2 separate regions of the Rattus norvegicus genome follow, and region 2 is linked to region 1. Evidence: chromatin contacts called from public Hi-C data. All regions are on one chromosome and are shown on one strand. The core of a region is the stretch at or near the end of the contact, and the rest is flanking DNA. Distances in the headings are between cores, read along the strand shown.

What was found. Hi-C and Micro-C count contacts between places; a contact is called where the count stands out from the background.
Region 2: a Hi-C map of liver shows a contact between it and region 1, with 4 times the contacts expected there. The contact joins two enhancer-like sites. A contact is called at or near these places in 4 of 12 Hi-C or Micro-C datasets (the A7r5 cell line, Schwann cells, liver and 1 more).

The regions. Positions count from the first base shown.
Region 1 is chr6:109,447,187-109,451,886 of GRCr8, reverse strand. It overlaps LOC134479230 (a long non-coding RNA gene), which reads right to left. Exons shown (of 3, transcript XR_010052282.1): 3 at 1,748-2,238. Among named protein-coding and RNA genes, the nearest start is that of Acot6, 14 kb to the left of the region's middle. Within about 2 kb of position 2,161, at least 5 of the 93 cell types and tissues checked have an H3K27ac peak or open chromatin away from gene starts, as enhancers often do. A contact at or near this core is called in liver, where this site is marked.
Region 2 is chr6:109,616,298-109,621,324 of GRCr8, reverse strand. No RefSeq gene overlaps it. Among named protein-coding and RNA genes, the nearest start is that of Ptgr2, 44 kb to the left of the region's middle. Within about 2 kb of position 1,989, at least 3 of the 93 cell types and tissues checked have an H3K27ac peak or open chromatin away from gene starts, as enhancers often do. A contact at or near this core is called in liver, where this site is marked.

The sequences.
Region 1 (4,700 bases), core at 912-3,411:
ATCCTTTTACCAGACTGGATGTTCCAACAAGCAGCAAGAACAAACATGTCTTATAAGTTCAATGTAAATGTTCGTCACAGGAGTCATGAAATCATATCCAAGAACAATCCAGGGAACCAAATACACCTGAGGTAAAAGGCCCTCTGCCTTTTCTCCTGGGGCCTCTCACAGTTCCCTAAGGCACTGCTTATTGTGTATGTGTTCCCTTTGCTCTATTCTCCTTTTGAATCAGAAGTCCCAAAAAATAGAAAGAGAAAGTGAGGGGAAGTTTAAGACTTGAAGCAAGCATAATAAACATAATAAACTATAATAAACTCAAGGGAAAGATAGAAATAAAGTTTTCAGCCTTTGGAAGTGGAGGGTAAAATTCTTTCCCTCTATCCTGCATGCTCAGTAACCGGAAACTAAACCCAACATTGGCACACTGTAGACTCATGCATTTACAAAAGATCCCAGTCAACAGTGCAGCCTTACAGAGAGGACCAAAAAGACTGAGGTGTAAGGCTCAAAGTGACCCTTAACTCCCGGGAGATCCCCCAAGTGAGACAGGAAGACAGAGTTCGATGCAAATGCAAGAGATTTATTTTCCGGCACGTCAATGTCGATCTTCAATCAGTCCCCTGTGGTGAGTGACTAGAAGGCGACCTAACAAGCAGTTTTTATACTTTTTAGGAATACAGGTTAAATCAGCCAGGGTTGTTGTAAAAATATAAATGTAAAAAGGGTATAGTTGTCTTTTACTCGCTAGGTCCCCACCACAGTGCCCCAAGATATCTGCTACATGTCTTGGCGGAAACACACCCCAGCTGCGCACTTTCCTACACTCAAACCCTCACATAAAAGAACACACAACACAATAACCTTTGACCCAATTGGTAAGATATAATTGCCCACTTAAACATACAAAGCCTGGTACTATCCATTCCTTGAGAACATTAATAACAACCTGTAAATACACAGAACAGAATCTTAACGTCACCTGCCATCTTGTCCTGCCATGGCTTCTCTGCCCCTCTCTCCCTCCTTTCTCTCCTCTCTCCCTTAGTCTCCTCCTCTTCCTTCAAACTTCTCTCCCGCCCATCCTTCCTTCTCCTCCAATGACAGGCCTCCTTCTATCCTGTACCTGCCCTTCACCAGTACTTTACAAATTCAATAGAGAGGTGGTTCTGGTGAAGTCACCTGAGTTCTGAGTCCTTGACTAGGCAGCTGTCCTTGGGACAGTGGAATTAACATCAAAATACAGTAACTCTAGAGCAAACCACAAAAAGCCAGGTTACTGTTTAAACTGATTGGCTAATCATATTGACCTTTGAATCTATTGGCTAGCAAGCATATGGCATGAATTTGAACTCTATCTGGGACCAGAGGGTCAGGTGACTATTAGTCAGTACATTCTGCAGTTTTTCAAGAATGTCCCTGCTCCTCCTGAAAACTGTGGGTAGAGAATGGAACTTGGCCTAGTCTTGACCTGAGGCAGTAGGTGTAAAGCTCTCGAAAGCCCTTAGGGTCTTTCACAGGAACTCCATAACCTACCTACTTTCTATCAGGCCAAGCCTCTTAATAGCTCTTACACTTCAATGAGAACTAGGGTCTTTCAAAGACTTGAAGCTACTATAATAAACATAGTAAACTATAATCAGGTCAACGGAAAGATAGAAATAAAGTTTCAGTCTTTGGAAGTGGAGGGTAAAATTCTTTCCCTCTATCTTGCATGCTCAGTAACCTGAAATTAAACCCAACATTGACACACTGGAGACCCATGCATTTACTAAAGGTCCAGCCAAGAGTGCAGCCTTAGAGAGAGGAAGAAAAAGACTGAGGCACCAGAGCCCTTGCAACTTGTCACTCAGGGACTGTGAGAGGCAGAGACAGGAATTGATTCTTTAAAGTATGAATTAGTCAGAGAGTTGACATTATGAGAGCTCAGTGGATGGGCATCCTCAACAGCCTTCCTCTTCCTCTTCAGCCATCACGGTATATAGGGATGGGGAGCAAAGGTAGTCAGTCAATCGTAGTCATTCTTGCCCTCTGGCCGTGTGGTTGCCTTGTCTCAGACTGCACTTTTCCTTCATTACCTTTGCTCTGTGTAGCCAGGGAATGGTTTGCATGCTCCAGGGGCACGAGTCCCGAATTTCCCCAGTCAGTGTGTGGGTGATTAGCCTTGAGGGTAACTCGGAGCCAACAAACCATCAGCCGTGTGTACTTGATGAGCTGTCCTGTGGGTGTGCAGATCCATCCCTACAGAAGGAAGTGCACATGTAATTTGTAGGAGGGACTATGAAGTGTCTATCAAAATCCCGTCTCACTGTGTAGTTATGACGGACTGTCCTGGAACTTTCTATGTAGACCACATTTACCTCAAACTCACAAAGATCTGCCTGCCTCTGTCTCCTAACACGTACAATGAATGCTGGGATTAAAGGAATGCAGCTCCATGCCCAGTCGTAGCCATAAACATTTTACCCTGTGTCTTTTAATTCTATTTTTTTATTCTTTTATTCTGGGTTCTGAAACTCATGGTGCCCCTCCCCCAGCCATAGAATTATTTTTTTGCTACTTTATAACTGTAAATTTGCTACTGTTATGAATCATAATGTTGATGTTTGACATCCGACGGTCTTAGGTAAGCCCTCACAGGGGTTGAGACCCATAGGTTGAGAACCACAAATGTAAGTAAAAGACAATCTGATCCAGCTGAGGTCTACCCGGGTCTAAGGGCGTTACCTACCTTTAGGGATTTACAAGCACACATTAGCACAGGGATGAGTCCAACCCTTTTTTTTTATTATGACAATTTTGTATTAACATATCTTAGGTTTTACTCTCTTATGTTGATTGAGCACAGAAGTTTTTGAATCCTCAGGAAGTAAAAGGAGGAGCATTTTTCTGCCTTGAAGCCCTGTGAACACCCATAATGGAAAAGCTGTTTGTTAAACACGTGCAAGGCACCTGTTAGCACTTCCTCAAGCGTTGCACTGAGAGCCACATCTTGAATATGTTTCTTTGTTTGGTTGTAAACCTAAGTGCTTGCCAATTGCTTTGTAAACATCTTTCCTGCCCTAGGGCGGGTCAGCTGTCAAGTGTTTTGTAGCTCACAAGAGCCAGGCTACAAAATCTGAATTCCAACTCAGGTCCTGATGAATCAAAGTTAAGGACAAGGGTTTTTGTTGTTGTTGGCTTTTGAGTAAAAGTTGCTGAGTTACTTAAGTCAAGTTGCTTAAAAACCAGATCACAGTGTCTAGAACTATCAAGATCTTTTCTCTGTCTCTCTTGGGGCTACATTTAAGAGCCAGGCTACAGCAGGATGTCTTGAAGTGTTCTTGGCCTGACCCACTCGTGGGCAGTGACTATGGTCCTAAGATAGGGAGTGCATACAACCATTTCCCCTGGGCCTTCTTACATAGGCCTTGTTCACAGGCCTGGGCTCTTCAATGCAGATCACCAAAAGGGACAAAAGGCTGAGTCTTTGCTTCCCTACAGAGGTTGGCCCTCTAGGCAGACCCCAGGAGGGCACAGAGTTCCATGATTGCATGCTGGTCACTTGAGAGCTCCACAGAGTCCAAGGGCACACACACTTCCCACTGCAGTGTAGACCTAACTCCCAAAGGTCCTCAAAATCCCCTTTGTTATAAGACCCCGAAGCAGCCCTACCTTAGGAGTGCCACCCACAGAGCACAGATTGACAAAGTGACCGCTGCAATGGCGTGAGGGTATAAGGTTTTTTTTTGTTTGTTTGTTTTTTGTTTTTGTTTTTGTTTTTTTTTTTTTTTTTTGGTTCTTTTTTTTTTTTTTTTTTTTTTCCGGAGCTGGGGACCGAACCCAGGGCCTTGCGCTTCCTAGGCAAGCGCTCTACCACTGAGCTAAATCCCCAACCCCTGGGTATAAGGTTTTTAATCCACTTATGTGGGGTTGTTCATCCACACAGGGAGAGGCAAAAAACAAACCCAAAAAGCACACAACTTTTATTCCTTACAGAGGGCAGACTTCAACAGGGTTAGCTGGCCTATTCTCCTGGGTGGTACACAGGACAAAGGATCTGGTCAGGTATTGGCTGGCCTGCTCAAGGGGCTGTTCTTGGCTCAGTCAGTCACTTTCCTCATCCAGCCCTACACATGGCCTTGGAGAATCACTGGGGAAAGGCTAAGTTGGCACATCCCTTGGGGGTGGGAGGGAGGAACTGGGTGGTCAGGCAGGGTCATTATGACATCTTGTGGTCGTTCTTAGACTCTACCCCAGGGAGGGATAAGGGTAACAGTTGTTATTGTTTTGTCTTAATTAGCTTAGTCAGAATTACCTCAATATCTTGATCACCAAAACTTTATCATATCACTGGGCATCCTGAGGTCAGATGTATCTCTCAGAAAGGTTACGAGTTTGTCATAGGCATCCTGACCCCCAGATGTATTTCTCCAAACCTTGTTTTCACAGCTTTGTTTCTCACATCTATGAAGCTTTATTTCTTCACCTTCAAAGTACCAACAGATAACAGTCTATCTCTAGATGTTACTGAATATAAAAAAGAAACAAAAAGGAGAGAAACGTGGTGCTTCTAGGATGGTGGAGGAGAGAGTTTACTATGGATATGGGGGAGAGCACAGCCAGAGGCAGGGACATCTGAGAGAGTCCAGAGTGGTCATGACCAGACTGCACTGGTCCATGTGAGTAGGGGGTGAGGGGAAGGAAGATGGGGAGACAGAGGA
Region 2 (5,027 bases), core at 740-3,239, 170 kb before region 1:
AAAACCATCCTGCGGTGGTAAAATGAACCAAGACAATAAAACAAAAGCATGTAAACAACAGGTCAGCCAAGAGTTATATTCTATTTAAAAGGTCAAAAACTAGGCATGAGAAGCAAAGTCCCTTGTCCAAGGATCAGTCAACAGTCAATGGCCAATCAGCTGTTGCCATGGTGGTTTTGTGTGGCTTGGACACACAATGTTCTCCACAAGCTATGTGTTTGCACACTGAGTCCCCAACTAGTGGTGACAGTTTGGGACACTGTGGAACCTTTGGGAGGAGGAAGTAGGTGGAGGAAGTGGGTGGAGGAAGTGAGCCTTGAAGATTCCACGCAAATGGCGTTTCCTGTTCCTCCCCCACTGTCTTCCCCCCATGATGGACTCTAGCCCTACCCTCCATTAAGTCCCAACAAACCCTAGCTCCTTTACCTTGCTTGTTGGCAGGTATTTTGTCACAGAAATAAGGAAGAGGGGAAAAACAAAACAAAAAGCCCTTAAAGAGAAACGCTGCCTCTCAAGCTCTGCCTGTATCAGTCACACAACACCTTCTGACACCCTCAGCTCCTTTCTTTTTGTATAAGGGACTCAGTGACGGCGCTTGGCTTCAAACCTAAAGGAAGGAGGGGCTGGACAGATGGCTCAGTGGTTAAGAGCATTGGCTGCTCTTCCAGAGGACCTGAGTTCGAATCCCAGAAACCACATGGCAGCTTGCAACTGTCTGTAAATTCTGTTCCAGGGAATCCAACACTGTCATTCACATATACATACATACAGGCAAAACATCAATGAAAGAAAGAAAGAAAGGAAGGAAGGAAGGAAGGAAGGAAGAAAGAAAGGCAAAGAAACTAAGCTAAACTAAGGGATGGCTGTGTCCCATTTTGCATTGTTCTTGCTATTTAGTGATTAAATTGCATTAGACATTTTTCTACTTATCCTAGGTTACACAGTGAGACCCCATCTCAAAACATCTAAAGAGATGGAGGAGGAGGAAAAAGGGAAAAGTACCAGACTAACTGAAGTGACGAAGTCTAACATTATCTCTAGAACACCACCTAACAAGTATACAGAGACCATTCTCTACGGAGGTCATGCAACGGAAAAAATAGAAAATTGAACTTGATCCAGAACAAGTAAAGAGACTGAGTTAGGCAATAAACTAACAAAAACACTTCATTTAAAGAAAATCCCAGCCAGGTCTGAAGAGATGGCTCAGCGGTTAAGAGCACTGGCTGGGGGCTGGGGATTTAGCTCAGTGGTAGAGCGCTTACCTAGGAAGCACAAGGCCCTGGGTTCGGTCCCCAGCTCCGAAAAAAAGAACAAAAAAAAAAAAAAAAAAAAAAAAAAAAAAAAAAAAAGAGCACTGGCTGCTCTTCCAGAGGTCCTGAGTTCAATTCCCAGCAACCACATCAGGTGGTTCACGACCATCTGTAATGGGATCTGGTACCTTCTTTGGAGAACATGAAGACAGCATACTCATACAAAAAATAAATAAGTAAATCTTAAAAAAAAAAAAAAAAGGAGAAGAAAGAAAGAAAGAAGATACTAGCCAGGTGGTGGAAATGCATGCCAGAACTTGGGAGGCAGAGACTGCTGGATCTCTTTGAGTTCAAGGCCAGCCTGGTCTACAGAGTGAGTTCCAAGATGGCCAAGGATAAACACAGAGAAAGCCTGTCTGGGGGGTGGGGGTGGGGGAGGGAGGCTTATCTTTATACAATAATGGCTTTTGTCAAACTGCAGCAGATTCCAGTCTCAGGACTTTGCCTTCAGCTTGGATGCATGCTCAGTCTACCTCCTGACAGAGCCCTAGCAGGGAGGCGCACATGGAGGCTGGAGGGGGGGTTACGGTAGGAGGGCACCAGTGGAGAACAAGGCTGCTCTCCTGACTCTCTCTCCTATGCATGAACAGGAAGTCCTGAGTGGTTTCTACATAGTTCTTCAGAAGGTCCCCAAGGAGATTGAACCACGTGTCTGCCGTGACAACCAGTGCCCGAATGCACCCTTGTTACTTCTTCTTCCCTGTATTGCTCTGCCCTCCTCTCACACCAGGGACGTCCTACTGTCTCCTTGTCAAAGGCTTTTCTCTGGGAGGGATACAAATGAAGTTTTATTGTAGCTTAAGAGAATCAGTGTGTGTGTGTGTGTGTGTGTGTGTGTGTGTGTGTGTGTGTGTGTTTTCCTGGGGAATCAGACTTGTGTATCCTAGGCAAGCACTGTGCCATCCTTACCCCCAGAAATTAGGATTTTTTTTCCAGCAAAACTTCTCAAAAACTAAGAGTCAATACAACCAAAGAGGCTGGAGTTACGGTTCAGAGATTAAGAGTGTCTATTGCTCTTTCAGGAGCCAAGTTTAGCAGCCACGTGGAGTGATTTACCACCACCTAAAACTCCAGCTCCAGACGGATCCAATGCCTCTGGCTTCCACCATACATAAGTGCACACACTCATACATAAGGTACACATACGCATAATTAATTACAATAAGAATGAATCTCTGGGTGGTGGAGGAGCACGTCTTTAATCCTAGCACTCATGAGGCAGAGGCTGGTGCATCTCTGAGTTTGAAGTCATGCTGGTCTGCAGAGTGAGTTTCAGGACAGCAAGAGCTACATAGGGAGACCCTGTCTTGGAAAAAAATAAACAAAAATAAATAAATAAATAAATAAATAAATAAATAAATAAATAAATCTTTTGACTGGGTGTGGTGGCACACAACTTTAATTCCAGTAACTGGGAGGCTGAGGTAGATCTCTGTAAGTCCAAGGCCAGTCTGGTCTATGTAGTGAGACCTTGTTTCAAAATAAATTGAAGGAAGGAAGGAAGGAAGGAAGGAAGGAAGGAAGGAAGGAAGGAGGGAGGGAGGGAGGGAGGGAGGGAGGAAAGGAGGGAAGAAAGAGTAAGAAAGAAAGAAAGAAAGGAGGGAGGGAGGGAAGAAACAAAGAAAGAAAGAAAGAAAGAAAGAAAGAAAGAAAGAAAGAAAGAAGAAAGAAAATGAAAGTTAGATATGTTCAGTCAGTTAACCCAAACCAGTGTGGATAAGTATTTGATAGAGGAAAACAGACAATAGTAAAGTACTTTTAAAATCCTGGGAAAATGGGGTTGGGGATTTAGCTCAGTGGTAGAGCACTTGCCTAGCAAGCCCAAGGCTCTGGGTTCGGTCCCCAGCTCCGAAAAAAAGAAGGAAAAAAAAAATCCCAGGAAAATGGAAGCAATCCTGGAAGCAAAATAATGGAAGCAAATAGTGACTGGAGAGATGGTCCAACGGCCAAGAGCACCTGCTGTTCCCACAGTAGACCTGGGCTCAGTTCCCAGCACCCACATCAGGTGGCTCACAATCACCAGTAACTTCAAGGCCAGAGGATCCAGTGCCCTCTTCTGGCCTCTGTATATGATGCACATGCATACATTCAGGCCCACATACATACATGTACACATGAAGTAATAATTTTTTAAAAGAAATAAACAACAAAAAATATCATACATGGATGAATAATGAAGCTGAGGAACACGACTGCTGCTGTTTGAATAGCACTCACCCCTGTGCAGACCTGCACACAATTTCATTTCTGTAGTGTGGTATTATGGGGGTGAAATTTAATCTCACTCTAGTGTGATGTTTGGGATTACACAGGGCCATGGAAGCCGTGGGCCCAAGAGTGAATGCTGTTAACCAGGAGAGAGAGAGAAAGAGAGAGAGAGAGAGAGAGAGAGAGAGAGAGAGAGAGAGAGAGAGACTCACACAGGCACATGCTCCCTGTCCCTTGCTGTGTGATGACCTGTGTCTCAAGGCTCTTAGCCAAGTTCTGATGGCAAAATGGCCATCGCCTGATTCCGCCCTTCAATCTTAAACCAGAATCGGGAGCCAAATAAGCCTTCACTTGAAACTTAATCTGTGGTGTAGCAGAAGTAGCTCAGCTCTGCAGTAAAGAACCATAATTAATGGGGGGGGGGGGCAGAAAACACCATGATAATCTTAAGGAAGAAAAGTTTCTCAAGGTTTTTTTTTTTTTTAATTAAACTTGTTTATTCAGTCAGTCAGTCAGTCATTGGAGGGGGCACTCACCTAGCAGACAGAGGACAACTCACAGGAATCAGTTCTCTCCTTCCTCCACGTAGGTTCCTGGGATCAAACTCAGCAGCTAAGTGCCTTTACCTGCCGAGCCTTTTCTCTCTCTCCAGAGGAGCAAGTGGAGCGCCGACACTGCGTTTTCGAACAGCTAGAACACAGACACAGTGAACAGGTTCATCAAGGAGGAAATGGTTCCTCTGGCCCATTTCTGTCATGAACTCTTCAGATATTTTAAAAAAGCATAAAGGAACTGGTGGAATGGCTCAGGACCCACCTGATGGAATGAGAGAGTCAGCTCCCACAAATTGTTTTCTGCCCTTCATACATGTGCCATGGCACCCCTAAAACACATAATGAGTAAGAACATAAACGAAGAAGAAAGGAGGAATGAAGAGGATTCGAGGGGCAGCAATGTGGCTCAGTTCAAGCCTGAGTTCTAGCTCCAGACCCCTCCCAAAGGCAGGAGAAAGCCAGTGTACATGGTTAACTCTGTCTTCGGATTTATACCCCTCACACACAATAAAAAAATATATGAATTTGTAAATATGAATGCCTTGGGTTTTACGGTTTATAGGAATGTCTAAAGGGGCTGGAGAGATGGTTCAGTAGTTAAGAGCATTTGCTCAGCCGGGTGATCGTGTTCTATGCCTTTAGTCCCAGCATTGGGGAGGCAGAGGAAGTAGACCTCTGTGAGTTTGAGGCCAGCCTGGTCTACAGAGTGAGTTCTACCCAAGCCTATGCAGAGAGAAACCCTATCTTGAAAAATCCACATATATAATGTGTGTGTGTGTGTGTGTGTGTGTGTGTGTGTGTGTGTGTGTGTGTGTAATGTAAAGGACATTGAACAGAAAACAATAATAGAAAAATAGGGTGGCACAGACTGACAAAAGACCCAAATATAAGGAGGTCATTTGTGGGGTCTTTCAAGGGCATCAACGGATTTTAAAAAAAAAAAGGCAAAACA